2 separate regions of the Anas platyrhynchos genome follow, and region 1 is linked to region 2. A link is a contact called in public Hi-C data. All regions are on one chromosome and are shown on one strand. The core of a region is the stretch at or near the end of the contact, and the rest is flanking DNA. Distances in the headings are between cores, read along the strand shown.

What was found. Hi-C and Micro-C count contacts between places; a contact is called where the count stands out from the background.
Region 1: a Hi-C map of liver shows a contact between it and region 2, with 1.6 times the contacts expected there. The contact joins the promoter of ZNRF2 here to the enhancer-like site in region 2. A contact is called at or near these places in 2 of 8 Hi-C or Micro-C datasets (liver and skeletal muscle).

The regions. Positions count from the first base shown.
Region 1 is chr2:115,634,657-115,639,504 of IASCAAS_PekinDuck_T2T, forward strand. ZNRF2 (zinc and ring finger 2) reads left to right here and starts at 2,706. Exons shown (of 5, transcript XM_027451131.3): 1 at 2,706-3,657. The coding sequence starts at 3,147.
Region 2 is chr2:115,596,661-115,601,992 of IASCAAS_PekinDuck_T2T, forward strand. No RefSeq gene overlaps it. Among named protein-coding and RNA genes, the nearest start is that of MTURN, 24 kb to the left of the region's middle. Within about 2 kb of position 2,986, at least 4 of the 8 cell types and tissues checked have an H3K27ac peak or open chromatin away from gene starts, as enhancers often do.

The DNA of each region.
Region 1 (4,848 bases), core at 1,456-3,955, 38 kb after region 2:
TTAAACACCTGCAATGTACAGTAATGTAAAAACCTCGCTGATCTTTTCCAACCACAGCATGCACCCCTAGTTTGGCATCTGAACAGAAAATCTTGTTTCCCCATGCCCTACTAGGAGCCCATCTTAGTTACCAGAAAATTAAACTCTATGTTATGAGTGTTTTCTATTGTTTTTTCAGCCACCGTCCTTCAGAAAGGACTACCTTTTTGAAGTAAACCTTCCTTCAAACATTGTTGTAGTCACCCTATAAAAGACACCAAAGTGAGTAGGAGGGGAGAGGGAGGATGATCCATCAGCACAGCTCACCGTTAACCAAAATTCAGACCCGGTTCCATTTATACAGCACATGGTTTCCAAGATGTGCAATGTTATGAACTTATAGCCAATTTTGTGTTCTTAGGGCACACCTGCCACTTGGTATTTTTAAGGAAACTGGTGAAGAAACAAGCTTATTATTTTCAGTTGCTGATAGACAAGGTAGTGCAACCAGAACTAAAATGGAGGTATACAGCTTACAACAAAGAACAGCAAGTGTATCTGCCTGTCTAAACCAGTAATTTTTCCAGTATCCTGGACAAGGAACAAGAAGGCTAGTGCCTACTTCGTGCTTATTTAATTACGAATAAGATTCCCTAGATATGTTTCTACAGGAATAATAAGAGCATTCATCCACGTAGGCCCGTGGAAGTTAATTTTCATACAGCTATGTACTTTCCGCCGAGTCCCAGAGATCTATGGAAATTTGGTCAGCAGCAATATGTTCTGCTTTCTCTTTGCACTGTTTCCTCTTGCCAATGATTATTTTCTGTGCTGGGTAGGAAATTGAATATTTTATGCAAACTGCTTCTGGAGCATATTAATGAACAAATGGGTGGAAGCTACAGTGCCAGGTACTTGCCTCTACAGGACTTGGTGCTTGTGGAGTCATTTGTTAGAAGAAACATTAGTTTGAAAACCTAACTGTACTACTGGCTATAGAGAGCAAATTTCCATACACAGAAGAAATTCTATTCAATCATTTAAAAGAGGGACCAGGAAGGATGGAGGGGAGAAAGCTGGCTCAGAAACATGCAACATCGCTTTTCTGAAGATGTAGGCATTCTCTGAGGTATGGGTCCTGTTTAGATTCACACTTGATAGTGAGAGATCTGCAAATATTATATTTAAATGCCCGAAATGCATGGAAGCCAAAGAAAGAAAAGAAAGAAAATCACATCTGAGTGCTCTCTGAATGCTCTCTGAGAAGGAGACAGGGCTGTCCTGTTGTTGTGACTTGCTTTCTGCAGCTGACTTCCCTTCTGTAAAATATTCTGTGCTGTTAAAGGTAATTTGCTGACTGTAACACTGAATAACTCTTTGGATGTCTTGAGGGCTTTTTTTCCCCCATAGGCTTTACTATTTAATTCTATACTGAATAAAAGGTTAGTCATAGCCAAATAAAATCTGTATTTAATACCTGCTCAACCCTTAGAATCACTGTAGGGAAATTACAGACGGTACCGTGTAGCAATGCAGCATTTTCAAAATGCTGCTTATCCTACCAGCCAGCCAGCTCCACTACTACTCACTAGTGGGAATTTTAAGAACTCCATAACCCTATTAACACATTGTCCTCTAAACCTTCTATGATAGGGCTGAACATGCAATGAGTGTTAATTGGGGGGCAGAAATTATCAGTCATGTCTGCAACATCCTTTGCCCAACTGGATTCTTGGGATCAAGCAAGAGAGGAACTCCTACTGTAGCTTTTCCTTCTGTGGGAACATTAATAGGACCTCTGTCGTGTAGAAGGTAGCTTCTGCATGACTGCTTGCTTTCTGTACTGTTGGCATCTCTGAGAGATTTGGCTCAAGCTGTCCAAGGGTTTCAAAAGGAGCTGGTGGTATAGCAGATAGCATGATCACACTTTCTTTAGGAAACTGAGTTAGAAAATGACCATGCTTGGTCTACCTTGGGGTATCTCCCCCTGCTAGCAGAGACTGCAGCTCATCATTCACAAGTGGGGATGGCATAGCATGGGACAGCACATTATTGACCCCAGCTGTCTGCTCAGCCCCACAAACAACCTGTCCATGAGACAGCTGCGGAATCGCTGCCTCGTACTGAAACCAGCAACAGTTTACAGCAGGATCCTCTGAATGGGGTTTGGATTACTCGCAAAGCGGCTCAGCCACTCAGAAAAACGGTGTGGGAATGAGTAGTTAGTGTTGGTAACCTCCTCCACCATCCAAAGTGGTGGTACCTGTTCTGGCAAACTGCACTGTGAGCCGCACTGACACCAAAAAATAGATAAATCATGGAAGCACGGAATCATGAAGGTTGGAAAAGCCCTCCAAGACCATCTGGTCCCACTACCAGTGTCACCACGTCCCCAGGCGCCAGCTCCAGCTGCACGCAGCTGTAACGGAGATGGGGAAAGGAGGGGGAAAAGGGAGGCCTGTGTGCTTGTTCACGTCTGAGCGAGCATCCTCAGGTGCACCAGAGCGGTGCTTTGTGTCTGGATTAAGGTGCTGTTTTATTTTACTGTGGTAACTGTAGAACAGATGGGTGCTGCCCAGACTGCAGGGCCGAGTTTTGGGGCGGTGTGTAGCACCTGGCGGCAGGCAGCACCCCACAAGCACCAGCCGCTCGCTGGCGGTGTGAGGAGGGCCGGCAGCGGTGCCGCCCCCAGCATGGCGACAGGGAGCGGAGGAGCGGCTGCGCCGCCCTGCCCGCCCCGGCCCGGCCCGGCCCGTCCCGCCTCCCTCGCCACAGCCACAGGGCGCTGGGCGGGCGGCCTCGGGGCCGGCGCTGCTGCCGCCGCCGGTGCCGTGTTCAGAGCCGGGCGACGGAGCATGGCGGTGGCAGCGGCGGGGACGGTAGCGGCAGCGGCAGCAGCGGGTCGGTGCCGCCGCTCTGGGGCAGCCAGCGCCGTGCCGAGCAGCTCATGGTGGCGCCGCCGAGTCCGCGCCGGGGCCGCCCGCTGAGCCGGATCGCGGCGGGCGGCTCTCGCCTCCCCGCAGCCAGCAGCAGCCGCCGCCGCCGCCGAGCTCGCCTTCTCCCCTCCCCGCTCCTCGCAGCGCCCCCGCCGGGGCCGGACTCCCAGCGCCGCCGGGAAGGAGGAGGAGGAGGAGGAGGAGGCAGCGGAGAAGGGCAGCGGAGGGACCATGGGGGCGAAGCAGAGCAGCCCGACCGCCGCCAACGGCCGCACCCGGGCGTACTCGGGCGGGGACCTGCCCTCCTCCTCCTCCTCCTCCAGCACTAACGGGAGGGCGGCGGGCGGCAGCGGGCGGCCGGCTCACTTGGCGGCGGCTCCGGCTCCTCACGCCGCTCCCGGCGGCTCGGCAGCGGCAGCCGCAGCCCCGGGGGGAGCCGCGGGGTCGGCGCCCCGCAGCAGGTCCCTGGGAGCCGCCGCCGCCGCTGCCGCTTCCAGCACCGCCGGGAGCCGCGCGGCGCAGCCCGCCTTCAGCATCCCCCACAGCAGCGGCCCCTACGGCTCGCAGGACTCGGTCAGCAGCACCCCGGAGGAAGGCGGCCGGGACAGAGCCCCCGGGGGAGGTGGAGGCTCCGCTGCTGGCTCCGGGGGTGGTGGAGGTGGAGGTGGTGGTGGAGGCTCCGGGGGACCCCGGCTCGTCATCGGCTCGCTGCCCGCGCACCTCTCGCCGCACCTGTTCGGAGGTAAGGGAAAAGGGTTTTTTTTTTTGGGGGGGGGGGGTTTGGGGGGAGCGCAGAGCCGGTGGCTGTGTAAATGCTCTCGCCGGCTGCTTACATAATTAGGGTTTAATTGGATCATGTGCCTGCCTCCGCCGCTCGGGCACAGAGCGGCCCCCGACCCGCTGCAGTTCCCCTATAGGAGCTGCCCGTGCCGCTTGCGCTCGGGCCCTGGGGAAGGCGAGGGAAAGCAGAAGCTCAAAGAGTTTCTCTATTTATTTCCCTTCCCCTAACAGAGCAGAGCAGCAGCTCTGTGCCTCTCTGCCTCTCAGGGCACAGCGCTGTCCACGGCTCCAAAGAGCAGCCTTGCAGAGACAGGAGCGAGGTGTCGAGGCAGGAGGCGAAGCCACCCCAAATTCACCAAGAAGCAGAGGCCCTCTAAACACTCACACTAACCCAGAGCGGTCTTTTTGTCTTTCCTGCGATGTTTAGATGAATAGTGGTGGGTTTGCATTTCACCACCTGGGTTCTTTACCTTGAAGTCAAAAACAGTCAGCACGGAAGTTGCAGAGTGCTTCGGGTGCTGCTTATTTAAAGGTCATTGTTCCTACAAGTCAAACATTAAGGTCCAAGGTGACCTTTTCTTTTTTTTTTTTTTTTTAAATGGATTCACTCTTTCCATAAATCTAACGCATATCAGAGAAGATACATGTTGTAACTACCAACCAGCCTCCAAAAAAAAAAAAAGCTTTATTTTTGGAAGGTGGAGGGTTAATGTGAAATTTCCCCATTGCTGTATTTCGATAAATGGGTTTGTGAATGCCGTCTGCAGCCGACTGGGCTTTTTTCTTCTCTGTAAGGCGACCTGTTGGTAGCCAAGGCAGGAGTGCCTTCGGTCCGAGCCTTGCGGGGAGCGCAGGGCTGCTGTCACGTGCCAGCCCCCATCCATCGCTGCTGTGCTGACCTGGAGGCATCAGAGCTGTTCCTGCCTGGGTCTGAAACTGTCTCCTCCCAGCGCACTGGTTGGACACAACAGAGAGCTGTCAAGCCCTATCATAATAAAGGAGTATTTGCCCTTAAGAGATAAAACAACTGTTCTCATAGTACCAAGCTGCCGAATAGTAGTGCTTTGTTGCAGGGGTACTCGCTATAGCATCGCAGTAGCTTGCGGGAAGAAGGTACATGCGTTCCTTTCAGTGATGAAAGGATGCCCTATCG
Region 2 (5,332 bases), core at 1,736-4,235:
GATTTTACCGACATAGCTCAGCAGTTACAAGAGCCTCGAAGTATGGGGAACAAAACCCCAGCCTCCTCTTTAGCGTAACCAGTGAATCTAAGAGCTGGTTTTCGGCCAGTTCCTGCTCTTTTTGGCTGTCTAACCAACTTGTGCTGCTGCACAGAAAACTCCTGAAGATGTTCTGGTGAAGCCTTTTCTTTCTGCAGGTGGGAGTCAGGGGTTCATAGGGTCCTGTGCCCTGGTCCTCTCTGCAAGCACATGTGTGTGACTGCCAGAGGTGCCCTAGGCAGGGATGCTCCTACAGGTGTGCCACCTTCAGAAGGCTGTTTTAACCCTCCATGGTTTCAGGAGCTCATTTACCAATGGGACACTTCAACGTGGGGAGCAGGGGACTGCAGCCCAAGGGACCAGGGATAGGGGTCCATGGGTGGGAGCATCTTTGGTGGGCTTTGCTGCCAAAGCTGGCAGAGCATCATCCCTGAGGATCATCCCTGCCAGGAGCTCCCTCCACCCTTCTCAAGCTCCCATTGCTTTGCTGTCAGATTCCTACATTGCTTGAAGGAGTCGCATTTCCCTTTAGGGAGCGAGTGGTTCACATAGTTTGGTATTTATTCTGTCACGGCATTCGAGGGACTATCACTAACATTAAGAGGAAACACACATATCCATCCAGCAGAGAATAATCTGCTTAATGGCTAAATAGGAAAGCTGTATGTGTAAAATGGCAGGGAGCTAGTCGGCTCCACGGGGCAATTCTCCCTTTGATAAAATTGAGAATCATTTCAAAACAGGAAATGAACTTTCCCTCTCTTTATTCAATGAGTCCCATAAACATAAGCACGCCCCTTGACATCCATAGAAGTTTCCACTGTAAATGATGTATTTATAGGAACGGACGTGCCATGGATGCCTTAATGTAACTCCAGCTTCCAGCTTTGTTAGAGACAGACCCTGAAGTGACAGATAGCCTGAGACAAAATTTATCTCAGCTCACACCCTGTGCCAAACCACGAACAGAACAGCTTTACAGGAGAAACTTCAGCATTCAAAGTTTCTATACTGGAAAGCAGGAGAGCAGGGTGATTTGAAAGGAGGATGAAAAAATTCAGGTGGATGATAGCTACTCGATTTGTAGTAGCGGTTCTCCAGAAGAGATTGAAATCTGGGTGCATTTCATCAGAAAAAAAAAAAAATCAGATCATTTATTCTTAAACCCATGCTACTCTTTCAGTAATTAAAGTTGTGGCTACACACTTGCATGAATAAGGTAGAAATTCTTTGTTATATGGTTTAATAAGTGAAATGGAAGTAAAATGAGAGAAAACTGGAACTAGGGAAAAGAACCAGTGGGTTGTTTCTAACCCAGGCTGGTCTCCAGGCTGGTTCTCCCTTTGGCCCCAAACCAGGAGCTGGTGGAACAACGGGGGATGTTTCTAAAGGGCAATGCAGAGAAAGGGAGGGAGCCACTGCTGAAAGAAATGCAAGCCAAATCACTGCCTGCAACGATGGTCTGCCAGGCCTCCTGTACCTGCTTCACTGGTGTCTGTCTATGGTCTCAAGGTCACAGAAGGACCTGGAGAAAATAGGAGAAAGTGTGTTTCTTTGCCTCTCCCTACAACTTCCCACATTGCCATCCCCATCACTCACACCAGTAAGCTTTTCTCTCGCTGTCAGTCATCAAGCAGCTCTTGGATGATAAAAAAAAGCCATTCAGGCCGAATGTGTGGGACTTAGGTCTGACTTAAAATAAGCCCCTCAGCCTGAGCAGCTCACCTGGAGCCTGGGGATGGAGAGAACCAGCTCTCCTTGTCCCCACTAAAGTCCCAGAAGTCCTGGGGTCCAGGCTTTGGGTGACTGGCAGAGTACCAGGCTCATGCTAACATCCAGGCAAACTGCAAGACAAAGGAATATCATCCCTGATATTTTGTTTAAATAACAGTTTCCCATATAAGCCACGTAAGCTACAGCTGTATATGTTTCAGCCCTATAATTAACAGCCTGTTGATTATGCCTGGGATATATAATAAATACGTTGTGGCCTGCCTTTTCCTCTCCCTGTCCCAAATAAGGACTTACTGTGAACATCTTCCAGGGGAGTGAGGGATGATGCTAACTCCCACCATGGGCTATCTCCAGCACATGTTACTACAGAAGCTGGGTAACAAATCCCCACCAGCACGTCCTGCCCCTACCCCATTGCCTCCATCCACCTTTGCAGTTTCTGACCTCCCATGGGGAGAGGAGATGTTGTGTGACCCTTCCCTCTTCCCCCAGCCTGGCTGTTTGGGGTAAGACAGAGCCCATGTGGTCCCCCTGGCCTCTCCTCACCTTGCCCTTGGGCAAAGAGGAGAAATCGGTGCCCTGCAAGAGTTTGTGTTAGTATGCAACCTGGCTTCTGTGATTTCCTGAAAATGTCATCTCAGACAGTAACTCCTCTTTCATCTGCTTTTGAAAGCAAGTAATTCTCCTGGAAAGCACTTTTCTGTCTGGTGTCAGGACAGCGAAGCTCACCCTCAAAATGGAGGCTTGTTCAAGCTGCACAGTAGGAGCAGTGGCTGCTCTTCACTCAAGTAAGAGGCAGTGCTCATGAAAAAGCTTAGCGTGGGGCAAGGGTCAAAAAAAACAACATGAATATTCTGCTGTTTCAGGAGTGCCAGCCTGGTGCAGACTATTCGTAGCTTTTGTGCCTGCCCAATGTTATCTGAAGAGATAAAGGGGGAAGGTCTGGTGAGGAAGGCTGGCTGGTGGAGACGGGATGCAAGAAAGCTTAGCAAATGCTGCTGCTTGTTCTTAGAGAAGGAGCCCAGGGCTGTGGCTGGCTTTGGGCAGTTTGCAAATGTGGGGGATCATATTTTATTTCTTGCTCGCGGCCAAGCCAGCTGCTGCATTAAAACATGACCATGGGCAAAATCAGCGCTGGATGCAGCCGTGACATGGGGTAGAGGAACCGTGCAGCAGTGCATCTGCGTCCCTGGCACGCAGCCCAGCACACAAACTGGCAGCACAGAGAAAGGGGGGGAAGAGCTGCAGCCTCCAGAGCCTCCCACGCTCTGGTGGCCATTCCTTCTTGGGCTAAATCTTCCTGAGCAGCAACCTCTCATTGCCATGGGGAAGCGGGACCCAGCAGGCTGCCTCCGCTCTCCAGGCTCCACATCATCCCACTTGCCCTGTCAACTGTGGTGGCAGCCAGGACAATCCCAAAAGCAGCAATTTGGGGTCAGGAGCTTCCCCTAAAGCTGTGCCAGCTCCTCCAGATGGGAGCAGCCCCCAGGGGACATTAATTCCAGGGTGGATCAGGGTCTCATGGTGTCAGTGCTCTGGGAGCTGTTCCTCTGCCTGGCTTTCACTGCTGCTGCCAGAGAGGGGCACGGATCTGTGCTGAGAGCTCTGTGTGCACTCACTGTGTCAATATTTAATAATGGTAATTAGTAACAGGCTGGGTGGCTCAGGAATTCACAGCTCAGCATTTACCCCATTCACCTCTCCCATCTTTCGGGTGCGTAAGGGAGATGTCTGCAGCAAAGAGAAGCAGGGGCTCAAAGGTTGAGCTCTCCTCGGGGACATTGTCAAATGGGTCCCAGGCCTCCTGCTTTGAAGTGGCTTGACATCAGAAAACACTCTCTCCTGTCATGTATGTGAGCTAAGTTTCTGATTCTTCAGCTCTGAAGGTTCAAGTTAACAGCTGCAGTAAAGTGAAAGCCAAACTCAAAGAGTTGCAGAGGGAATGGGCAATAAAACAGCAGCTAAAACTTAATGCTGATAAATGTTTCTGGGACTCCTTTTCTCTCTGCAAAAGAGGAAACACATGGGGGGATACTGAAGGCCTATAAAGTCTTGATGATATTGAGGAGGTGAATGGGAAAGGTTTTCATTTTCTCCTCCAATAAAAGAGATACAGGCCAATAAATGAAACTAGCAAGAGGCAGGTTCAAATAAATTTCACTTTATTTTAATATAAAAAAAAATATTCTAATAAAACACAATCAAGTGGTGGAATACCTCACCTAACACATGTGGATGTGGGTGCCCACAGTGTAGCTCAATTAGCCAAATCTGTAGAAGAACAGATTTATCGAGGGACCAGAAATGGTTGCAGTGCCCATGTTAGTTCTCATTTTAGTGAGAGAGGAGAAGCTGTCTGCAGCCATCAGGAGCTGCTTCGAACCATAACCTGTGGAGACTATAGTCCCAGGGAGCAATAGTCACTGTTCATATAACAAAAGAGTGATGGATTCACAATACACCTCTCCATCACATCTTGAAGGCTCTGCTGTCAGCACTTACTGCCCAACACAAGACAATTACTGGGTCCATGCCCCCTCCTCGTTCAAAATGTTGTGCCATGTCTAGCAGGGCAGTGGCTGCACCACATCGTGCATCTGGGATACTGGGGTGTTAGGATGTAAAGATTTGGGTTGGACACACCTCTCACCAGTCCCAGTTCCCCCCCAGAAGGCAAAGTACTGGTAGCAGCGCTCCAAGACCCATGGTGAAAGGAGTGAGCTCCTTCCCATGTCTTCTCTGCAGAGAAGCCTACACCTCCTGCTTTTTTTTTTTTTTTTTTTTAAACATGAACACTGCAAAAAAAATACAGGCTGATTGCTCTCTCCTGCACCCTGCCCCAAAGTGCTGGCACCTGGGAGCAGGTGGGGATCACTGTTGTGGTCTTTTTTTTTCCCCAGAGGAAGCAATTAGGTGGTCTACCTATTTTAATGAGGGTGGTGTCCCATCCTCTTGGTGTGCAGGGAGAGCGATGTGCCACAATGGCCATGTGGTACGGGAGGCAAGCTTTTGGCTTCATCATTTTTCAGTGCAACCCGGTCTCTGTGGCACGTTCATAAATAATTACCCTGCTGGGGCTTTGGGAGTCGGCTCACTGCTGCAGATGGACCCTGCGGGGACGAAAAGAGATGGGAAGACAAAACCCAAACCAAGACCCAAAGCTTGTCTAATTAGTGCTGGGAAGCTTCCTACTGAACCCAGCTCAAAGCGGAGCTCCTTGTTCATGCAAGGGAGCAATTTGCCGGAGCTGACAGGGCACGGCATTAGCATTCCCAGCGGCTCCCCAGCGACAAGCAGAGGGAGGAGGAAATATCTCGCTCCCTGATGAGAGCAGGAGGTGCATGAGCAGGGAGCATCACTGCGAGCCTGACAGCTGCAGGGCTCCACGTCCCCTCCGCTGCTGACAGCGGTGCCTCCCGCTGCTTTGTGTCCCCGCCGCCGGGATGACAGCCCGCCGGGGTACGCCTTCCTCCCAGACGTGGATGCTGCGCACGTGGGAGCAGGCTTTGTTAGAGCCTGGCAAACAATAGGGAAAAAAAAAATAAAAAAGGAGAAAAAA